4 separate regions of the Mus musculus genome follow, and all the other regions are linked to region 1. A link is a contact called in public Micro-C and promoter capture Hi-C data. All regions are on one chromosome and are shown on one strand. Each heading gives the region's core, a stretch centred on a gene start, on an enhancer-like site or on the middle of the called end of the contact. The rest is flanking DNA. Distances are from core to core; before and after follow the strand shown.

Region 1 (4,233 bases), core at 1,199-3,698:
AGTGATCTCTTTCAAAGGCAATGCTAAAGAGTGATAACTGGCTTACTTACTGAACACTGTGTGCGCTGCATATCTCATGCTAACTCTCACAAGAGCATACCAAGCTATATAGTAACTTCATATTGCTCACCTTAGGGTTTAGTTCTTCTTTTGTTGGTTTTTGGTTTATTTTGTTTTATCTTGGTTGTTTTTTCTTTGTGTTTTTGTTTTGTTTTGTTTTGTTTTGTTTTTTGACTTTTTGAGACATGATTCCTTATGTAGCACTGACTTGCCTATTCAATATGTAGACCAGGCTGGCCTGAACCTCACAGAGATCTACATGCCTCTGCCTCCCAAGTGCTGGGACTAAAGGCATGGACCACTGTGACTGGTTCAAATGAAATTTTGTCTTCAAGTTTTCATTTTAGAAAGAAATTAAGGGAATATGGTAAGATGAATCAGAGGGTAAAGCCGTTTGTTTCCAAACCTGAAAACATTATGTTAATCCTCAAGACCCACACAGTAGAAGACAAGCATCAATTCCTGCAAGTTGTCCTTTGATCTCTACACTTTTATATCCCCACCCCCACCCCATTCTAGCATGGGCATGTAGTGTTTAGTTGACAAGTAATGAGATTTTGGGCATTCCTTTCTCCACATTAACCCAAACATTTAATGTGCCAGCCTCTCTTGTGGCTACACATGTTGAGGGGCTTCATAATTTTTCACTACTGGATTGAAGTAAAGACTTATTTCTGTCATGCTGACTTTTTATCCTTAATGCTAGGATTGCTAATTTGTTTGTTTGTTTGTTTGTTTTGAGACAGGGCTTCTCTGTGTATCCTTGGCTGTCCTGGAACCCACTTTGTAGGCTAGGTTGGCCTGAAACTCAGAGGTCTACCTACCTCTGCTTCCCAAGTGCTGGGACTAACGGTGCTCACCACGATTACCTAGCATGCTAAGTATTTATTAAATAAGCTTAACACAATACCTTAACAACGTTTCCTGCGGAAATTAAATAAATCCACATTCACTTGTCAGTGCAAAAGGCAATCATTCAGTTGAGACTTTTGGATTACTGTATGTTTGGAATTTTGGGATTTTACCCATAACAATTGTCTAGAAATAGTCTCCAAATCTTCCAAAGAGAAAGCCAAGGGTGTTTGCTCTTGGCTTCCTCACCTCATTATGCATTTTTTCTGTCTGCTTGCCTTAGTTTCTACCTATGTACATCATCATTTTTTGAGAAAGGATCTCACTGTTATCTATCTATCTATCTATCTATCTATCTATCTATCTATCTAATGTTTTTGAGAAAGGATCTCATGTAGACTCAGTTGGTCTAAACTCCCGACTCTGCCACCCAGACCATGAGCTGACACTCTGGGGCTGGTATTTACATCAATAGCCCCCTCTCAGAGTTGTTTCCCTTATCACACCACTGAATTTTTTTTTAAAGAACTTTAAGAAGCATCTTTCCTACCTCACTGGAACATAAGCTCAATTATGCCAAGAATTTTTGTCTCTTTTGTACACACAGCCCTAGCATCATAAATAGTATTTGGCTCATAGAGCTATGAGGAAATTAAAATGAAAAAGATCAAAGTATTTTAAAGTCGGATTTTCTTATCTTACTTCCAAACGTCCACATTAGCTACAGTTCATACAGGATCCATGCACTTGAAAGGGGGAAACACCTTTTTTTGGAGGGGTGGGGGCAGGGTCAAAGTGTCTAGCCCTGGCTGGCTCAGAACTCACTGTGTTGACTAGGCTGGCCTTAGACTTAAAGAGATATGCTAGTGTCTGCCTCAGGAGTGCTGGGGTTAAAGACATGAGCCACTAAGCCAACCTGAATTTCTTAATAAATGACTGGGTATTTGAGAGTGTGTGCCTCCAACTTTTTCGGTTCAACTTCGAAATTAAGGCATCTGGCCTTAATTTATTGCTACACTTTCCCAGGAATTGAAGCATGACCAACCTCCACAGTGGTCCACGTGTGGCCTCAGGGTCACTTATCCCTCTGCCTTCCGAGTGTTCCTGGAGCAGTGGCCCATCAGAGGTCTATGGTCCAGATGTAAGGACCTAGTTCCGGTTTCTTTCCGAGAGATGGGATGGAAAAGAGAACCATACTTTAGAGCTGAGAGAAGCGAGGTGGTGGGTGGAGGTGAGGAGAGGGGCTGATGTGGTGGAGGGGGAAGGGCGAGCCTGGCTGCCCTCTAGGTGGCAGGGGTCCAGCGGCAGGCAGAGCCTCAGGGCGGCCCCTAGCGGAGAGTGGCTTTGGAGGTCAAAAGACCAGGGCAGGCTCCCGCAAGCCCGCCGCCCACCTCCGCCTCTGGCCCTGGGGGCGAGCCTGGGGGCGGGTTTTGTTTACTCCCTACACGCACTGCGGCCCGGCCAATCCGTGGAGAGCGTCGGCGCGCGTCATGCCAGCCGAGGGCCAATCGGCGCTCACCGTGCTGCTCCGCCGCCAAAGCGAGCGCGGGGGAAGCGGCGCCGCCGCGGCCGTGTCGCTGAGGGCGGACGGCGTCGGGCGCGCTGGGCTGTGCGGCCGTCGCTGCCTGGCACGCGGGGCGCGCCTTGACCCTTCCTGCACTGCAGGCTTCCGACGCGCGCGAAGACCGCGGCTGCGCGGCCGGGAGCTTGCTCCGAGCGGACCTGGCTCTGCCTGAGGAGCGGCGGCTCGCGAAGAAGCGTCTCCCCGGGAGTGGGCCGAGGGCTGTGTGGACCGGCGGCGGCCCCTCTGCACCAAGCTGCGGTAAGGTCCCGGAAAGGGCGCGGGCCTGCGCGCCAGGGGCCTTTGGACCGGGCGTGGCCCCCCGCCGGCCGGCTCTCCCCTGCCCTGTCCCGGGAGTCTCAGCTTGTCCTCAGGATTTCTCTGCAGCGGGGCCAAGCAACCCTGGAATACCTGATGAGGCTCCGGAGCCCGCGGGCTCGCCATCACCCGGGATCAGGAAGGGCAAGGGCTGACTTGGGCTTCTCACTCAGATCTTCTGACTTTCCCTCCTCCCTTCGTGATCCACCATCCTCCAGTCTGTTTCTGCGGGGTGCTTTTGCAGAGTTCCAAAGCTCTCCCTACCTGGAAGACCCCCAGGTTCCCCCAAGAGAACTTTTCCTTTCAAGTAGAGGTTACTTTCTCGGCCCAAGTTCTGGGAGGAATTCTGCACAAGGCCCTGGTTGCTGTGCACAGAGCAGCGGGAAAGTGACTGTGGGCTCCGCCGAGAGGTGGCACAGTGAAGTGCGTGGACACTCACTCGCCCGTGTTCCGGTGCTTTGTGTGGGCTCAGTTTGTTCATCTGTGAGCCACATCTGCCTATGCGAGGACGGGGAGGGTGTTGGGAGAGAGAAAAGGGCTAATCTCCGGAATGCACTTGAAACAAAGCTCACTTCTACTAAATGCATAACGTAACCCTGGATGCTGGAGGAGACTCTGGACCCCATGTTGTTTCACCTTTTCGGCTGAAATCGTTACCAGGCTTGTAGCCTGGCCTAGCAAAATGTTTACTTTGCATTCTTTTTCCATAGCATTCGTTGAAAGTACCTTTGAGCCTTTGGCGACTTCTGTCTTTCCTCCTTTCATCTCAAGGGGCTCCAACCCCTTATCCTGCCTCCTCTAGGCCAGCAGTTCTCAACCTTCCTAATGCTGTGACCTGACCCCAACCATAAAAGCATTTTGTTGCTACTTCATAACTGTAATTTTGCTACTGTTATGAATTGCAATGTAAATATTTAGGTTTTCCGATGGTCTTAGGCAAGAACGACTCCCTTTAGAAAGGGGTCATGACCCACAGGTTAGAAAACACCCCTCTACAGAGCCAGCTGCTGTGTTTCATTTGACTTAGAATTTTTCTGGGTCATTTGTTTTCTGTTCTCCTAATGGTTTGAAGTCATCGTAACTAGGCAGTATGGTTTAAGTCATTAGCCTCTTTTCCACTGTGGCAGAATTCAAAGTTGAGTATAAAATGTTTGTTTTGCATCTTGCCTCTTCCAGTCACTGATTATCTTACGATTTACTAAGGCTTTACCACTATCCCATTGCTGGAATTCATGTAAGTGTCCATTCTCAAATTGCATCAGGAGATAAAGGCGCCGGCCAGACCCCAGGTTCTGTCACGCTTGTGTACTGGCTCTGGGCAGAGTTAGTTTTAGAACATCTTGTGCCTTGGAACTAGTTTAGTGTTATGGCAGATATGGTGTCAGTAGCCAGTGCTGGCATGTGGTTGCAGAGTCAGGAATGCAGCACTTAACATTTGTTAA
Region 2 (4,233 bases), core at 890-3,389, 450 kb before region 1:
TTTTCCTCATCATACACATCTTTATATTAGGTGCTGACTACCAATATAAAACTTCTCAACCAAATACTCAGGTCTCTGCTTCTTAATTACCCAAACCGCTCTCCTCCCTAACCTCACACCCTTCAAATCTCCTCCAAAATAGGGAAAACAGAAAGTACCACTAAATATATTAAGGAAGGTGTTAATACAACAGTGGCATATATTCTCCAGGAAATGTTGCACATTTTGAAACCATCCTGAGCCCCGAGGCACACAAAGCTGCTACAGAAACCTAAAGCATCCTTCCTTATAATGCAGCAAGCCTCTCACGAAGGTGACAGAAGACAACTAGGAGGAACCAGGGGACACGGGGAATTCTGCCCTCCCCATCCTGGCTCTAAATCCATGATGAAATGTCAAGAAGGGATTGCCTTTTGGCCTGGCTAAGATTAAACATAATCATGTAAAAAAAAACAAAAACCTATCTCAAATGCTTTAAAAGGTTTAGGGAGATGTTGTTGACTTAAACCTCTATATGTGAACAAATCCAAAAACTTCTGTAACTAGTTTTCCCATAGTGTGAGCTGGCCTCTGGAAGTAGGCTTCAGAAGTCTGCATGGTTCCAACAACGTTTTCCCAAATAAACACTGCCTTTCAACATCCAACTGCTTAACTGAGGAATGAGAATGTTTCAGTACTTTTTTTGTTTTTCAGATAAGAGATAAAAGCAATCTGGGAGCAACCAAGTTCCATGCTTGTCTTTTAATGTGGCCAGAAAGTGATCAATTTTTAGATTCAAAACCAGTATATTCCACATTATTTCGCCTATATTTACTTTTTTTTTTTTTTTACTACCTTTGCCTCCCTCCAACTCTCTGAAGCAATAAATCTTTCTCCCTAATAAAAAATACCGACATTTAAAAGGGGTTCCAGAAATTTGGGGAAAGTTTCGGCAACTAGGGCAGGATTTTTCGTATTATTTGTGTTAAAGATAATGGGATACTACTCAACTGTAACAGGCTAAGGCACTGCTGGCTGATGCTAAACAGAAGTAAAAGTCTTTTTTAAAAATAACAACAACAACAACAACAACAAACCTACAAGGTGACAGCCCATAAATCGGAGAAGTCTTAAGGGAAATTCGTAGAATTTTCGGATTAGGTCCAAAACTAGCCTCTGGCTCCCAAAGGAAGAAGTAACTTCAAACTAGAGTTTATTAGTGACAGAAGTGGGGCAACTTTGGGATCAAGGCTCCCTCCTCGCCATGGAAACGTCCCACCTGCGCGAGTCCACCGCCCCCGCCCTACCTGCCTGCTGCTCAAGCTCAATTAGGCAGAAGTCCTGCGGGCTGCACAGAGGTGGGAATAGCCGCTGCACACAAGGAAAAGCACGAGTGCCAGGAGTTAAGTTGAGGCAGGGGCCGGACCCGGGGAGTGGGTGCTAGGGTGTCCGGAGGTGGAGAAGGGGGCCTAGCTCTCACCCTTGTCGCACGCCAGCAAGAAAAGCTTCTCATTCAAGGTGTTCTCCTCCTTCACCTCTCGCACATCCTTCAGCGCCATCACTTCGTTGGGCGACGAGGAGGATGGGGAGGAAGGCAGGGAGGAGGAGGAGACGCCCGAGAGGTCCGTGCTCGGGTACAGGGCCGCCATCATCGCGGCCCACGACGGGGGCAGGCCAGGAGACGGAGGCGGGGCCCCCATGGGCGCCGACCCCGACCCCGACCCCGAGCTGGAAAACGGGTGAGTCGTTCCCACGGCCACATCGGCGTGCGGCCCGTTGGCCCCGAAGGGCGTCGCCTCGCCCCGAAACCAGCACTCGCCCTCCACGGACAGCCCCAGGTTGGTGGCCGCGCTGGCGCGGCCCCGGGGCCAGCGCCCTCTGCCCAGCCGCCGGCGCCCCGGTCGAGCTGGTCCGCGCCCGTCCGGGGACGACAGAGTGGAGCGCGCCAGGGCGGCAGCCGAGCGCGGGGCCGTGCCAGGAGCCGCAGGGGCCGCACAGGGAGCGGCCCGGCCTGGGAGGGAGTGAGGGGGCCGCCGGCCGGAGAGCTCGGCGGTGCGCTTCGCAGCACGTCTGGCTCCGGGGCTGTGGGAACCGCTGGCCCAGCAGCACCCACAGGAGGCAGAGGTTCGCGGCTTTCTCCTCACGTCATCCTCAGCCCCGCGGAGGCGACGACACCGGGGCGGGGCTTAAGGCGAAGCCGGGCTAGGGGCGGGGCTTGTAGGGGCGGGGCTCCAGGGCTGACGCGCCTCTCTGGTCGGTCGCCTAGCATCTTGGGCGCGTCTGCAGCATCTTTGAGCACCTGAGGGCATGGGAACCGCTTGGTGGCGGATTTCAGGTAATTTTATCCGCTGCCTGTTTGTGCTGCTGCTGCTACTGCAGCACAGAAAAGGGCCAAGGAGCTTCTGAAGGATTAACGTTTACTTGAAATCCTGTACGGAATTGTCCTAAAGCCTGGCCAAAGCAACCTGATTATGGAGTTTGTGTTTACAGTTCCCTCGTTCCTAAAGGCGTTTTAAAAACAATCTTTGTGATTTAATATGGTCTAACATTCCTGATATTTCCAAAGTCACTATAAAAGTATTCGCATGTAAGTCAAAGGCGACCTATAACCGTTGCATAAGCACAGTTTAGGAGTTACTCGCCATACAAGTCCTTTTAGTGGATTCGTTATATTTATCCTATCTAATTTTAAGAGATTCGCTATTTAGACAACAATTGTCTGACGTCCAGCAAATGCGACTTGAAAACTGCATCTTTTCAATAATTTTTAATTGCTTCCTGCAGTCAACACTAGGGGGAAAATCTGAACTCTACGTTTAAGATTTAGATTTTTAAAGCAATGGATAAATGTACTTAAATTTGAGGGGAATACTGCCTCTCCTATTCAGGCTACTTTGTCCCATTAGTTTCTCTTTCAACATTTAACTTACTAATTCTTAAAAATCAATGTTCTCTTTAGATATTCTCTAAAAGTCTTTGATGTCGAAGTCATCTTTTCAAACGTTTTCTGTATTTGATGTAAATGATAATCTCAAGTTGCTCCAGTTTTTGTTTCTAAATGATCTCCCCGTTGTCGTGTAATGTTTAATACACTTCCAAGTTTATGAGTTTGGTGAAATTTCCAAGAGGCTCAAGGTGAAGCCAGTGGGAGAGAGGAGCGCCCATACATTTGTATATGCACCTCCTTTGTTGCTCAGCAAAATGTTTAGCCAGTAGTAGAAATCTAATCCTGCGCTATCTGAAATTTCAGTATTTGAAGTTAACTCAAATGACTCACAGCCATACACAGATTCTTTATCCAAAGAACTATGGGACTGGATTACTTTCTAAGACTGGAGGGAATTCCAACCCTCTTTGGTAGTAATCTTAAGAGACCTTCCAAAGCACTAGAGAGCCTACTTCAGGCAAGCTGATAATTATAATGCAGGCTTTTGGATTGTCTCCGATACAGACAAACTGCTCAGCGGGCATAAATTGGGACATTCTAACAATACCTACATACTTAGCACATGTGATATGTAGATCAGTATTGGAGTTATGATGAACAATGGTATTCAAAAAACTCAAAAGTGGCATATTACTCTAAGCAACTCCATCAAGTCACAGGCAAACAAAACAGAAACCAAAAGAGGAATCACAACTCCAGCCAGAGAGGGGAAAGAAACTCAGATTTAGATCTAGTCCTACAAGTAGGATGCTACTGATATTTTTCATGTTCTCCTCCCTTTACTCCCGAGGAGCACATCTGTCTCTTTTTCATGGCGCCCACTCGATTGCTTTTCCTCAGAGAGCCCTGACCTCGCTACCCAGAAAACCTCCCCCTCTGCTCTCAGTCAGTCTGCAGCAAATCTCCCCCCACTCCAATGGTCTCTCGGTTTCTTCCCTGCTTCATTTCTTGTTGTTGCTTTATTGGCTGGCCGTCTCTACTAGGATGTAAGTCAAAAGGCTGTTTCTACTTGTCTTAGCTGAGGTCCAAGAATCTAGTTGTGGTACTTGGACACTGGAGACAATAAATTAATGCTAATTATTTTATCCACTCAAATGATTTCATCACAAACTAAGTTTATAACAATCACGCAGTTTGTCTTTTTTTTTTTTTTAATCTTCATATGAGGGCTGGTGAGATGGCTTAGTGGATAAGAGTGCTGGTTGTTCAAACCTGAAGCCCTGAGTTCGATTCCCATGAAGGTGTAAGGAGAAAACTGACCCAACAAATTTGTTCTCTGATATCCACATGTAAGCATGCATGCCCAT
Region 3 (4,233 bases), core at 1,072-3,571, 340 kb before region 1:
CTGGACAGAGGGAAGAGAGACGAGTGAATGGGGAGACAGGGAGAACGGGGAGGGAAGAGAAGGAAGAGGAAGAGGGAGAGAGAAAGAAGTAATTGGAAATGGCATTGGCTTTTGAAATCTAAAAGTCCACCTGCCCCCATTCCTAGTGACACTCCTCCTCCAGCAATCCTTCCTAAACAGTTCCACCAACTGGGGATGCCAAGTGTTCAAATATATGAGCCTCTGGGGGTCATTCTCCTTCAAACCACCACACCATGAGTCTGAGCTCTAGCTCTAGCTCTATGTAAACTAAATATAGAGGCACCTGCCTGTAATCCCAGTACCCAGAAGGTGGGATGAAGATCAGCAGTTCAAGGTCATCCTCAGCTACATAGTGAGCTCAAGGCCAGCCTGGGCTATGGGGGACCCAATCTCAATAAGCAACAACAACAGCAGCAACAGGAGAAAAAGAGAAACTGTTGGTGATTCTGGGGAGAATTAGGGCAGGGAGGGGGAGGGACACAAGGGCAGAGTATAATAAATACTGGGTTAGGACTGAATGGGAGATGAAAATAGAATCAGCCTTACGAAAAATTCTTCTGCAGAGTTTGGCAGAGAGAGAGAGTCCTCAGAGGGAGGACCGACACTGGCCTTGGCATCTGCCTCTCATTTATTGGTGTATCACTAAGGCTGTCCAGATAAATGGCTGCCAGCTTCCTTTCATTCTGATTTGCACCCCCCTCCAAACTCAAGGGTAGCTTTGACTAGCTCTTGCTATTGTTTCAGACTGTGCCTCACCATGTAACCTAAGGCGGCTTAAGCTGGTTACCATGCTGCCTCCGCCTCTAAAGTGCTAGAATTATAGCCATGTAGTGCTGTGGCCAGCTTATTGTCACTCTGTGGAGAGCTATCAGTACCTCCCTACCACTTACCGACACTGGGTGATGGTGCTGTCCCTCAGTTGTGTTGGATCATATTCACAGATAGCCTAGGACATATGTGGACTGCCCATGGTGGCCCACCAACGGCACTGGGAGGAGAGGGGGTGGTATTGGAATGTAAAGTGAAAAACAAATAATTGTTTCAAAAATTGCTTTTTGGATTAGATTTGCCAGAGCTCTGCTGTTTGGGGTCCTGCACTTCAGAACTGCAGTGCTACTCAGTGATGAATTACATACTGGGTTGTTGTTGTTGTTGGTGGTGGTGGTAGTGGCTTTTGGTTTTGTTTTGTTTTTTGAGACAGGGTTCCCCTGTATCCCAGACTGCCCTTGAGCTCATTATAGAGCTAAGGATGGCTTTGAACTCTTGATCCTTCTGCCTCTATACCCAAAGTAAGGGGATTGTAGGCATGTGCAACTATGCCTTCTTTTTTAAAATCGTTTAACTGTAGTTTGTTTAGTACTCTAGGTCCTCTGTGCCCGAGCCTCACGAGCTAGGTTAGTGCTCTTCCACTGGACTGTGCCCTCAGCTCTGTCATTATTGTCATCTTTCTCAACATGATTTCAAAATAGCTAGCTTTTCTTGCTTTTTAGCAGATACACTATTTTTCATAGTTGCCTGTCCTATGTTAGGTTTCTATTGCTGTGATGGAACACAATGATGGAAAGTGACCTGGGAAGGAAAAGGTTTGCTTCAGCTTAAAGTTCCTCGTCACAGGGCATCACTGAAGGAAACGGGGCAAAGGGATGGGTGTTCAAAGTACAGCTTTGCAGTCAGAGCGCATCTGGCTGCCATTCCACCACTTTTTAATTTTATTTTTGGAGGTTGTATCAATAATTACCCTTGTGTCCTAAACAGCAAATGTAAGGATTACTGCATGGCCTTACCTAGTTAAATATGCCATTCGAACATAGTGAAATATCTAACTTTGTTGGGTCGTCAGGTCCCTCTCCGACCCAGATCCTAGCTTACGGCTTCCCTGAGCATCCAGGTTTGAGCAAAAAATACCCGTGGAGTAGGTCACGCACTCGCCTGGGAGGGAAAGTGGGCGGGCACGTCCGCTGTCGGCTCCGCCCCTGTCGCCTCTGGGATTTCCCCAGGGTTCCAACCGCAACCGAGAGCGGCTTCCGGGAGGAGAATTTTGGACCTCGCGGGGCTCCGTCGACGCTCCGCCCTCTCCACCGGAGGCGGCTGTGGAGAAGCCCGGCGCCGGCGGCGGCTGTTTTGAGAGCCGCTCGGTGTCACCATGGGCGACCACGGGCTGGAGCTGGCGTCCATGATCCCCGCCCTGCGGGAGTTGGCCAGGTAGGGCCGCGCGTCGTCGCCAGCTTCGAGTCGCCGGGTCTCCTCGGCCCGCGCCGCGGCCTGTGGCCGCCGTTCCCTCCCTCACAGTGGCAGTTGGCCGGAGCGCCGTGGCGACCCACGTGCCGGGGTGACCGTGGCAGCCGCGGCTCGGCTCGCGGGGAGCCAGTCCACGCGAGCTGCTTCCCGCTTGGCCTCGAGAAGGGTCTCTTCTGGCCATCTTACCACACTCGTTTGCTTCCCGAAAACTTCCCCCGGGTCCTGGTCCTTTGGTCGTTGTTGACGGAATCCATTGGCTGAGGTTTTGTTTGGGAATCACGGCCCCGCTTCTGAGGGAAGCGCGGCGGTTTCTCCTCCGAGAGAGGCCGAGCGTCGGCCAGCCCGCTACTCTAGTCGGAAGTCCCCGGGACTGGCCACGGGTCCACGGAGTCCAACGTGCACAGCGTCCCCCAAACTAAAACACGCGTTGGTGTTCATCTGCAGTTGCCTCTTTGAGGCTCGCCGCCTTCAATCCCAGAATTTGGGTGGCAGAGGTGCCCCTAGGCCAGCCAGGACTAAATAGTGAGACCTTGCCTCTGGAAAGACAAAGACAAGAGAAAAAAGGGGGTGGGGGGAAGCAAACCCCTTGTTTCTGTCAACCTCGAGAGTCAAAGGAGAACCGGGTTCCAATCAGAAATTAGCGCTTGCCACGCCCCTTCTGCGCTCTAGGTTTTCCTCTGTCAGGACACCGCAGCCATTGAGTTCTCAAGTCGGTTCTCTCAGGCTGGAAAGTTTGCACGTAGAGTTAGTGCTGACCTTAAGTCTGTGAGCTATCAGTTTCCTTTTAGTTTTGCACCGCAGCGATGTTCATTTCCTCCTGTTGGCCATACCAAAAACCGAAAACCTAAATTAGAGGATAAATGAAAAGACCACTTTTGTACTGTCTGAAGGGTTTTTTTGTTTGTATGTTTGTTTTTTTACTTTGCATGAATGTGGCAAATAGACTTTGTGGGAGCAAAAAAAAAAATCATTAAAAATTTGAATTTAGTAATTTCTGTCTAAAAGTATATGAGATAAAGTGATTTTGGAAAACTGATAATACAAATTTTGTCATCACTGAAATTCTGGAAGGCAGGGACCAACACCTGAGGTTGTTCCCTGTCCTTAACTCATGTACCGTGGCACAAGAACCTATATTCATATGTACATACATACATATATATCTCACATGCGCATACAGACTTTTTAAAATGATTAAAATTTTAAGTTTAACAGCTATTAATATATTAAAAACTTACATAATTCAACAATAAAAAAGTTTGATGAAAAAAATGAATAAGGAAATTGAGATTTTTCTCCAGAGAGAATATAAAATAGCTAATAAGTAAAGGAAAACACAGATGTTTGATATGATTAAAAGTAAGGGAGACAAATCCAAACCACACAAGGAAGTTGGTGAGATGACTTGGGAGGCCAAGACAAGAGGCTCACTGAGTTTGAGGACAGCTTGAGCTATCAAGGTATTAAAAGGGGCTCTATAGTGAGAACTTAACCCTCCTCAAAAACAAAACAAGGAGATTCCATTTCAGACCATTACAATAACTATTGATATGTAAAAGAAATGGTAAGGATATGGGGAAATTGGACCCTGTGGTACATTGTTAGTATAGAAGTAAAATAGTGTAACTTAACGGTTGTGAAGTGGAATGAAGGTGCTACTAAAGGAGGAGGGTAAATAGAGTAGTTACCTCATAACATGACAATTCTTTATAATATATACCCAAAAGAATTTATAACAGGGATTTGAACATATATGTTTACACTTTTGCTCATCAAAGCATTGATATTCACAATAGCTCAGTGGTGGAAGCAAATGCTCAACAGATGAGTAAATATAATCCTCCCAAACGTGGCATAAACATGGTATTATTCAGTATGATGAGGAAAGACATTCTAATATGCTACAACAAAGCTAGTGAGTTTCAACCTGTAGGTAAACCCCTCTTTCCAAAAATATATACATTATGATTCATA
Region 4 (4,233 bases), core at 714-3,213, 280 kb after region 1:
CAGCCTGGTCTACACAGAGAAACCCTGTCTCGAAAAACAAACAAACAAAAAGCCAATCTCTGGCCAGATAGACTGCTCAAAAATTAAAGTGCTTGCATGAGTTTAAGCCTTGGGACCCACATGGCAGGAGAAAAGAAGCAACTCCCAATACTCTTCTTCTATGTCACACTCACACTCACACACACACACACACACACACACACACACACACACACACACACACACAGAGTTCTTCTATGTGTCCGCCCCCACCACAACTCTAAGTAAATTTTGTTGTTTTTAAAGACAGGGTTTCTTGTGTAGTACTGGCTATCCTGGAATTTGCTGTTAGATCAGGTTGTCATGGAACTCAAGAGACCCACCTGCCTATGGCTCCCAAGTGCTGGGATTAAAGAATGCACCATTAACAACAGGGTAATAAAATAATGATGATGATGATTTAAAAAAAAAAAGCGGGCGTGGTGGTGGACCCCTTTAATTTCAGCACTCGGGAGGCAGAGGCAGGTGGATTTCTGAGTTGGAGGCCAGCCTGGTCTACAAAGTGAGTTCCAGGACAGCCAGGGCTACACAGAGAAACCCTGTCTCGAAAAAACCAAAACAAACAAAAAAGATTTATTCATTATTTGTTTTTAAGATGGGGTCCCACTACTTAGCCTTGGTTGTGTAGACCAGGCTGGCCTAAGGCGCACAGAGATCTGTTTATCTTTGCTTCTCGAGTACTAAGTTTAAAGATATCACCACACCTGGCCAGAATAAAATTTCTAAGCAAAGCTTGTGCTGCCTCTGCCCCCATGCCTCAGCCTCCCGAGTGCTGGCATTTCAGACATTCGCAACCACACTCAACCCTAAAATGGAAATCACTGCCCAGCTCCTAAGCAAGGATGAGGGGTGGAACAGCTGGATTTTAGTGTTTTAGTCAAATCAGATTCTACATAGAAACTAGTGTCTGGGTCTACAATTAAATGTAAAAAGTAAAGTTTGGGAGCCCTGATGAAGCAAGTCCAAAGACAAAGAATAGACTGTGGAATCTCTTGATGCTACGTTTAAAGTCTCAAAGCCAAGAAACGCGCACATTTTCAAACTGCAGAAATCTATTTCAACTACTCCCCAGTCGCCCTGTAAAGCAACCTCACAGTAATCTAAAATTTTATGTTTATGCTACCTGCATCTGGGTTTGCATACCAAATGTGCCTAATGCCCTCAAGGGCCATAATGGGGTGCTGGAGTTATTGGAACAGGAGTTAGAGGGTGGTGAGTTGCCATGTGGGTGTGGAAAATCGAACCCGGGTTCTCTGTTAAGAACAAGCTTGTGCTCTTAACTGTGGAAACATCTCTCCGGTCACTGAGCCTCATTTCGGTTATGAGACAGAATCCGTATAGTGGCGCAGGCTCGCAATTTCCAGTTTTTGGGAGGTGCGCCCTCCTGGGTTCTAAGCCAACCTCGGCTAAATGGGCAAGCTCTAATCCTGAGGAACGTGAGAGCATCTCAAAGACGAACATCCCAACCCTCAGATCTACGCGAGGGATCCGCTGGGAGATTTGCTGGCCGCAGGGCCGGAGGTTCCCCTCGGGTATCCCGGTCACGCCCCCTCCCCCCCGCCCCCATAGGAACCATCCCGTGTCTGGCGGCCCGGCCCGGCCCAGCACTCGCCGGCTCGGCCCAGCTCGCGGTCCCGGCTTCGCCTGCATCGCTTACCCATCACCTGGACCCTGCAGATGGCACAGGTATCGCACTCAACGTCCCAGCTCCACATGGCTACCGCGTTCCACTTCTTGAGAGAGAACATCTTGTCGCCTCCCGACTTGGAGCCTGCGCTCCCGGAGTGCGAAGAAAGGACGCAGGGTTCCTCGCCGTCCTCCACGTCGGCCATGGCGGCGGCGCAGAACGGCGACGCGGACGTTGGGCGCGGAGGCGGGAGGTACGGTGGCTCAGCGGGGCCACAACACACGCCACGGAGCCTCCCGCAGGCACGGGCGGGCGGGCGGAGCCAGACGGCGATGATTGGATGGCGCGCGCCAGTGACGTCACGAGGGGCTGGGCAAGGCCTGTACAGAGAACCCCAGCGCTTGCTAAAGTGGCCAAAGGCCAGTTGCTGTAGGGCAGGCCCGGGTCAGTAAGCGAGCATTGTCTGGAGTTACATTGTATTAAACTCGGGGGAGTCTCAGAAATCACATCGTCCCTGTCTTCATTTGTCTCCTTTCTCCCAAATGTAAAACTATCAAGAGTAGGGACAGAATTCTCATCACTGTAACCTCCGTATCTTACAAAATGGTTGGCCTTGAATTCAGATTCATTTATTTATTTATTTATTTATTTATTTATTTATTTATTTATTTATTTATTTTTGGTTTTTCGGCAGCCGGGCGTGGTAGCTCACACCTTTAATCCCAGCACTCGGGAGGCAGAGGCAGGCGGATTTCTGAGTTCAAGGCCAGCCTGGTTACAAAGTGCGTTCCAGGACAGCCAGGGCTATACAGAGAAACCCTGTCTCGCAACAAGCAAGCAAGCAAGCAAGCAAGCAAACAAACAAAATATATGTTTTTTTAAACTTTATTTTATGTGCATTGCTGTGAGGTGTCAGATTCCTTGGAAAGGACCTGGAGTTACAGACAGTTGTGATCTGCCATGGAGGTGCTGAGGATTGAACCCCGGTCGTTTGGAAGAACAGACCATGGTTTTAACCACTGAGTCATCCCTCCAGACACTACATTTGTTTGTTTGTTTGTTTGTTTGTTATTGTTCTCAGGTGACAGAGAATAGGTAAGCAGAAGGGCAAGAACGCAATGCTTAAGCAAATGTGTGCTGGGGAGAAAGCAGAGTGAGCCAGCCAGGGAAGGGCCAGGCAGTGGGCCCCTGGGACTGTGGTTAGGTCCCTCCCACCAGGCTTTGTCTCAGATCACTTGGCCAGCATTGAAGGAAAGCTTGGATGAAAAAGCAAAACAAATGTTCCTGCCTCGTGCTCAGCTCACGTCCACCGCCATCCTTCAGGCTACTCTTACCAACGGGGGTGGTGGTGTCCATCCTTACCGGTTAAGCCAATTAGAAGTATATGGGGCAGTGGCCGTGCACACCTTACTCTGAGCACTTGGGAGACAGCAGCAGGTGGATCCTTGTGAGTTATAAGGCCAGCCTGGTCTACAAATCAAGTTTCGGGCAACCAAGGCTACACAGAGAAGCCTTGTCTCGAAAAACAAAAACAAACAAAAAAGTACGAGTCCTTTATTCGTGCAGGACCAAATTCCGGCGCATGCCTCAGAGTCTCTTGGTGTCGCAGCTCAGGGATACGGTGTTTCTAAAGGCAAACCCCACAAAGACCACAACTCACATGAAAGTCAGATGACAGAACAATCTTGAAACGTTCATTTCTGACAGAACATGGTGATTTTTTTTTCCAGACGTAACATGAAAGTTACTTTTGACTTGTGCCTTCTTCAGTTATTTTAGTTTACATTAATTATTTTGGTTTATACATCGGGACCATGGTCCAGGCCACAGAAGTCCCAAATGTGCTGGGAGGGTAGATGTGGGCATGGAGGTGGGTGAGGAGAGGACTGAGAAGTGCCTAAGCCAATGCACAGGGAGTCGGGACAAGATGGCACAAGATGGCGTTTCTGTGGTCACTTCCTCTGCGGGAGAGTCTTTATTCCTTTGTTGAGAACACTGGGAGAGAGATGCTTGGTTTTGTTTTAGAGACTTCCCTTTAACACAAACACGTTTGAGCCCTTCAGGAAAGACCTTATTCCCATCGCGATTGAGTTTCCACTGTTTATTTCTCCACTCCTCATTCCTTCCTGCCATTCATCTTTATGAAAATAATCTTCCCTGTGGCTGAAGAGGAAAAGCTCTCCGGGGCTTCTTAAATTCAGTCCTTGGCGGCAGCCTGTGAACTACACAGCCGAGGTTAGTCAGAAAAATGGCAGGCTTTAATTTGTAGAAGTTAGAATTCACAGAAGAGACAAAAGGCAGCCTGGGCTTGGAGTTTGTACACCTGGTGAATAAAGGAAGAGGAGGTTTAAGAAGAGGAGGGAGGGCGTTAGTTTTCTTTCTGTTTCTATGATAAAGGCAGCGTTCCAAAGCCCCTGAGGGAGAAAACTGTTTGGCTTATACATCTAGATCACTATCCCTCAAAGCAAAGGCAGGAATGAACTCAGGATGGTCCTTTGGTGTTTTGCCTGCAGATGTGTGTGTCTTCATGAGGGTATCAGAAGCCCTAGAACGGGAATTACAGACTA

The links. Promoter capture Hi-C pulls out the DNA fragments that hold promoters and counts their contacts. Hi-C and Micro-C count contacts between places; a contact is called where the count stands out from the background.
Region 2: a contact with region 1 is called in a promoter capture Hi-C map of hippocampal neurons, with 3 times the contacts expected there. The contact joins the promoter of Trpc1 here to the promoter of Tfdp2 in region 1. A contact is called at or near these places in 5 of 39 promoter capture datasets (3T3-L1-derived adipocytes, hippocampal neurons, liver and 2 more) and 1 of 484 Hi-C or Micro-C datasets (embryonic stem cells).
Region 3: a Micro-C map of embryonic stem cells shows a contact between it and region 1, with 5 times the contacts expected there. The contact joins the promoter of 1700065D16Rik here to the promoter of Tfdp2 in region 1. A contact is called at or near these places in 1 of 39 promoter capture datasets (pre-B cells), 1 of 484 Hi-C or Micro-C datasets (embryonic stem cells) and 2 of 9 other capture datasets (adipose tissue and liver).
Region 4: a promoter capture Hi-C map of pre-B cells shows a contact between it and region 1, with 4 times the contacts expected there. The contact joins the promoter of Rnf7 here to the promoter of Tfdp2 in region 1. A contact is called at or near these places in 9 of 39 promoter capture datasets (3T3-L1-derived adipocytes, the C10 cell line, cranial neural crest and 6 more), 4 of 484 Hi-C or Micro-C datasets (CD4 T cells, CD8 central memory T cells and embryonic stem cells), 5 of 115 datasets of contacts at active chromatin or transcription factors (embryonic stem cells, extraembryonic endoderm stem cells, large pre-B cells and 1 more) and 1 of 9 other capture datasets (liver).

The regions. Positions count from the first base shown.
Region 1 is chr9:96,193,827-96,198,059 of GRCm38.p6, forward strand. Tfdp2 (transcription factor Dp 2) reads left to right here and starts at 2,449. Exons shown (of 13, transcript NM_001184706.1): 1 at 2,449-2,734.
Region 2 is chr9:95,748,209-95,752,441 of GRCm38.p6, forward strand. It overlaps Trpc1 (transient receptor potential cation channel, subfamily C, member 1), which reads right to left and starts at 2,140. Exons shown (of 13, transcript NM_011643.4): 1 at 1,460-2,140. The coding sequence starts at 1,631.
Region 3 is chr9:95,855,561-95,859,793 of GRCm38.p6, forward strand. It overlaps 1700065D16Rik (RIKEN cDNA 1700065D16 gene), which reads right to left and starts at 2,322. Exons shown (of 2, transcript NM_001271569.1): 1 at 1,947-2,322. The coding sequence starts at 2,196. It overlaps Atr (ataxia telangiectasia and Rad3 related), which reads left to right and starts at 2,037. Exons shown (of 47, transcript NM_019864.1): 1 at 2,037-2,223. The coding sequence starts at 2,165.
Region 4 is chr9:96,476,712-96,480,944 of GRCm38.p6, forward strand. Rnf7 (ring finger protein 7) reads right to left here and starts at 1,964. Exons shown (of 3, transcript NM_011279.3): 1 at 1,697-1,964. The coding sequence starts at 1,871.